2 separate regions of the Triticum aestivum genome follow, and region 1 is linked to region 2. The links are chromatin contacts, called in public Hi-C maps. All regions are on one chromosome and are shown on one strand. The core of a region is the stretch at or near the end of the contact, and the rest is flanking DNA. Distances in the headings are between cores, read along the strand shown. Region 1 holds the start of LOC123165818 (CBL-interacting protein kinase 25-like). Region 2 has its middle 22 kb from the start of LOC123165991.

Region 1 (2,700 bases), core at 37-2,536, 150 kb after region 2:
AGATGATTAAGCTCCAGTCGTCCTTCAGGAAGATGATTAACTCTAGTCGTCCTCCAGGAAGATGATTAGCTCCAGTCGTCCTCCAGGAAGATGACTAGTTCCAGTCGTCCTCCAGGAAGATGATTAGTGGAAAGAACTCCTAAGGTTGCATGTTAGGTGGAAGAAGCAACAACATAAGAGTGCAACTTTCCTAAGGACTGCCCGAGAGCATACTTATTTATGGACTGAGGAAAGCCAAAATGAAGACGATATCTTCATGCCGAGCAGCAAGGCCAAGACACCTGCATCGTCGAAGGGCAAGAGTGAATCATCGTCGAAGGGCAACAGTGCCTCATCATCGAAGGGCAAGAGTGCCTCGTCGTCGAAGGGCAAGAGTGCTGCATCGACGGAGGATGACGATGATGTCTTCATGTAGTTTGTATGTTGTATTATCTAAGCTAAGTTGTACCGTTTAATTTTGATGTACTTGTATCTTAATTATCTGTAAAACTGTTGTATTATCTAAGTTAAGTCATACCATTTAATTTCGATGTACGTGGAGGTTGTGGAGGCGGCGTAGGCCACATATACCTGTGGGGTGCCCGAACGTTACAGGGAGGAAGCTCAGACCATTCCTGATCATACTGTGTTTCGTGTGTGGGAGGTGGTGCCGGAGTCGAATACATGTCCACCCACTCATTGTGCTGCGACAACTAATCATCTTCCTAGAGGACGACTGGAACTAATCATCTTCCTGAAGGACGACTGGAACTAATCATCTTGCTGGAGGACGACTGGAGCTAATCATCTTCCCGGAGGACGATTAGGTCCAGTCGTCCTCCAGTAAGACGAGGCCGTATTATTTTCGAAAAATATCAAAACCGTGTATTATTTCTGAAAATTAATAAAAAAAGTATTATTTTTAAAAAATTAGCAATCTTAACTATCAGAAGCGTAAAAACGTAAATTCTACTAACCAAAATCGTAGAATCAAAGTGGTTAGTTTGGATCGTAAAGTCGTAGAATCATACAACAAAATCGCGATTCTGACAACCTTTTGCAAAGAATCAATAAAAACTTAGGGGAAAACACACTCAAATTCTTATCAGCGCCCTGCGTACACAAACAACGCTGGTGGCCCCATTGAATCTCGGAGGTGGAACAGAATATGCCAGCTTCCTCGAGATTCGTGCAAGAGAGCGATCTAAGAAATCCCGGGCAGGGGCCTGCGTGGGAGGTACTGAGGCTTGGACTGATTTTTTTCCCCCAGTAAACCGGTCAGCCCTAATGACTTCCTATTTAGTTCGGTTGATCCCCCAATCCTCTGCTCGCCTCACCCAAATACTCCAGGAAAGAAACTTCGAACGCCCGCCCAAGAAGCGGCGCCGGCGCCATGGGGGATCGGCCAAAGCTTCCTGCCCGGTACGAGCAGGTGAAGCTGCTCGGCGAGGGCAATTTCGCCAAGGTCTACCTCGCGCGGCACATGGATACGAAGGAGGAGGTGGCAATCAAGGTGATGGACAAGGAGAAGCTCATCAAGTTGGGCGCCGTTCAACAGATCAAGCGCGAGATCGCCGTGATGCGCCGGCTGCGGCACCCCAACATCGTTCAGCTCCACAAGGTGATGGCCTGCAAGTCCCGCATCTTCGTCGTCATGGAGTACGTCCGCGGCGGCCCGCTCTACCGCCACATCCCCGCCAACAGCGGCCTCAAGGAGGACGAGACGCGCCGCATCTTCCAGCAGCTCGTCTCGGCGCTCACCTTCTGCCACGCGCAGGGCGTGTACCACCGCGACATCAAGCCCGACAACCTCCTCGTCGACGAGCACGGCAATCTCAAGGTCGCCGACTTCGGGCTCTCCGCCCACGCCGACACGGCTCGCCGGGAGGCGCTCCTCCACACCGTCTGCGGCACGCCCCTGTACGTCCCTCCCGAGGTGTTCGCGCGCCGGGGCTATGACGGTGCCAAGGCGGACGCCTGGTCATGCGGCATCGTCCTCTTCGTGCTCGCCGCCGGCCGCAAGCCCTTCCGCGACGACGATTTCATCACCCTGTACCGGACAATCTGCCGCGGTGACTACCGTTGCCCACGCACCTTCAGCCCCGAACTGGTACGCATAGTACGCCGCCTCCTCCAACCAAACCCAGCGCACCGAATCACACTCCTGCAAATCAAGGAAACAGATTGGTTCAAGAAAGGCTTCAAAGAAGTTAGTTTCTACATCGACAACAAGGACTGCCTGCGCAGCCTTGATGGCTCCGAAGAGCCTGATCTCTGTGACTCTGACTCCGAGGATGAGACCGCCATGTCTTCATCATCCTCCGGCTCTTCCTCTCCCGTGGCTCATGGCGACGGCGGCGGCATGCACACCTCGGTTTCAGCACCGTCGCTTGTAAATCTGGAGAAGATGCACATTGCTGCAGCTCGTGCCCCCGAGCCGCGCATAAGACGGATCAAGAGCATGAACGCGTTCGACATCATCGCCTCCTCGCCAAGCTTCGATCTGTCCGGGCTGTTCGAGGAGCGTGGCGAGCAGTTGCGTTTCGTGTCCAGCGCGCCGGTGAATACCATCATCTCCAAGCTGGAGGAGATCGCCGGGCAAGTTAGCTTCACGGCGCGCACCAAGGATTGCCAGGTGAGCTTCGAGGCGACAAGGAATGGCCACAAGGGCGCGCTGGCCATATCCACCAAGATATTCCAGCTCACGCCGGAGCTCGTCAT
Region 2 (2,740 bases), core at 56-2,555:
TGCCCATTTGCTTGGCAGGGGATGTACAAAGGCGCCAAAGGCGGTTGCAGTGTGGTACTTGAGGCGGTGGCCACACAGGACCTCTGGATTTGGCACTCCTTCTTTGGTATGCCAGGAACTCACAATGACATCAATGTGCTGCAGTGCTCTCCTGTCTTTGCCAAGCTTGTTGAAGGTCATTCTCCTCCGGTGAACTTCGAGATCAATGGGCGACACTACAACAAGGGGTACTATCTAGCTGATGGCACCTATCCGAGATGGTCGACATTTGTGAAGACGATCTCAAACCCTGTGCCAGGAGGCAAGAACGCCTGGTTTGCGAAGATTCAGGAGGCTTGCAGGAAGGATGTCGAGCGGTCATTTGGTGTGCTCCAATCTCGATTTGCTGTTGTCCGGTACCCCGCTCAGACCTGGTCCAAAGATCAAATGTGAAGATTATGACTTGCTGTGTCATCTTGCACAACATGATCATCGAGAGCGAGCAAGAAGACCTAGTGTTTGACACTGAACCATACTACAGGCAGAGTCCTCTAGCCGAAGTTGATCACCAGCTACCGATAACCTGGACTGTCTATCTCAGTATGCATCATCAACTGCAGAAAGATCTGATTGAGCACCTATGGAGGCTCAAGGGGATGCCGGGCGCGACGTGTGATGAAATATGAGTTTTTATTTCTTGAACTATATAATTTGTATTGAACTATTTATTGTTGTACTATTTTGTTGAAGTATTTGATTTTTCTATGATGAAATATGTGATACGAAAAAAATTATGTTCATAATTGAACACCGAGACACGGCGAACCACGCCGAATATGAGCCTGGGGCTGAAAAGTGGGCCAATTTCGACGCTTGAGGGCGAGCTGGGGCGACGACTGGGCGTAAAACCGCCCCAGCGCCGATTTTATCGCCGGCTCGTCCCTAAGCGGCGATTTTTATGCGTTCTGAGAAGGCCAACGGCTGAAAATGCTCTTATCACGCAGACAGATTCGGCGATCGCCGGCTGAACGCCAGAGAATGCCCGAAGCCAAAAAGTGTTACCTGCTGACCCGGTGGTATTCACTGTGCGGTGATCACCTCGGTGGCGGTGGCTTGACCTCCTCCACACACTCGCACCAGCAGAACTCGCGGACACAAGGCGTCAGTCTCATTCACGCAGTCACCGCGCGATCTACGCCGCGGTGGCTGGACCCCTCGCACACGCTCGCCCCTGCAGAGTTCGCGGCAGGTTCCACGGCGCACACTGACTGAACGCCGCCGCAAGAAGTCAACTTCAGTCGCCGCGCGACGTGCGCCGTCCGAGGTTTCAGACAACGCAAGCTATAGCGCCTAGCGGCGGCTAGCTGGGCAGGCTTCGCCCGACACGTTGTATATATTGTGCGCCGTGGCGGAGGCTCGTGTCTCTTTCCTCGCGGCTTCGCCCGACACGTTGTATATATTGTGCTCAACTGAACATTGTTTCGATCCAACCACCTGTACGCGTCCCGTGTCCAGCAGAGGCCGAATGGCAAGTGCAAATCATGCACTCAAGCGTCGATCCGTGCACGCCTTATGCCTGCGTGTTGCGTGCTGTCTGATAAGATAGGCCGTCCGTAGGCCGAGAGCTAAGTTTGGCTGTGTACTGTAGTAGCAGTTATACGTATTACCTAGGACCACAGTAACTAATCCGTGTATAAAGCATTGCTAGCTGACGCCTGATACCATGTCGTTTAGTGCGTCAGATAAGCAACTAATTACTGTCCGAACGTTTTTCATCATCTTGATAGAACATATATGGAACACGAACGTACGATGCTTCCTTGCTTCCACCGGCAGCTCTGTTTCCATCCATACCACCACTAAAAGCATCTCCAGCCGCTCCCGCAACGAGCCCCAGGGCGTCTTTTTTAGCGCTGACGCTGAAAAAACGGTCCAGCCGCGTCCCAGGTCTTCATTTTTCGCCGGTTTGGTCCGAAATTACAACCGACAAACTCAAGCCGAACTTAGCGCACTGAAGGGTCGCTTGGTGCACCGGCTGAAGCAAAAAGGCACATGGGCCCGCGCTGTCGGCAACAGCGGCCGATTTTCCCGCCGATTTCCCCCCTTTTCCTCCATTTTCCCATTACCAACCCCCTTCTCCCCCGCCGTTCCCGCCATTCTCCTCCGGATCCGCCCGCCATGCCGCCGAAGAAGTACGCGCCCCCTCGCCTAGACACCAATGCCATCCAGTCAAAGCCGAGGAAGCCGAGGGCGCCGACGGCAAGGCCCCCGGGCTGGACGAACGTCGAGTGGAAGGACGACGTTGGTCGCCAGGCGGCGGTCACCACCGATCGGCGGAACAGGCTCAACATGAAGAAGGCCAGGGACGCGGCGGCAGAGCAGGAAGAGGCATCTCGCGCGGGGATGGCGAACCTTCTGCCTCAACAGGCCGGCCAGTGCCCACAAGGCGCGTGGGGGAGCCAGCAGAGCGTCGCGTCACCGGCCAACTTCTCGCCGCCACTATGGGGGTACGCGCCCTCGCCTAGCTACATCGACGGCGACGTGCATGGCGGCTTCAACCCCAACATCACCTTCCGCAAGGCGCGGCGCCGCGCGCGTCCCCTCCTGTCTTCAACCCCGACCCGCGCACTCCCTCCCCCGCGTTCACCGCCGGCATCAACACCCAGTACAACTACTCGCCGCCGACGTACTCAGGCTCGCCTGCGCTGACTCCTCTGCGCCGTGGGGCCCTACCTTTCGCACACGGCTCGGCGCCACCGTT

What was found. A called contact is a pair of places that touch in the nucleus more often than the background predicts.
Region 1: a Hi-C map of leaf shows a contact between it and region 2, with 6 times the contacts expected there. The contact joins the promoter of LOC123165818 here to the enhancer-like site in region 2. A contact is called at or near these places in 2 of 5 Hi-C or Micro-C datasets (both in leaf).

What each region holds. Positions count from the first base shown.
Region 1 is chr7D:481,268,677-481,271,376 of IWGSC CS RefSeq v2.1, forward strand. It overlaps LOC123165818 (CBL-interacting protein kinase 25-like), which reads left to right and starts at 1,287. Exons shown (of 1, transcript XM_044583552.1): 1 at 1,287-2,700. The coding sequence starts at 1,373.
Region 2 is chr7D:481,116,201-481,118,940 of IWGSC CS RefSeq v2.1, forward strand. No RefSeq gene overlaps it. Among protein-coding and RNA genes, the nearest start is that of LOC123165991, 22 kb to the left of the region's middle. Within about 2 kb of position 1,306, at least 3 of the 8 cell types and tissues checked have an H3K27ac peak or open chromatin away from gene starts, as enhancers often do. A contact at or near this core is called in leaf, where this site is marked.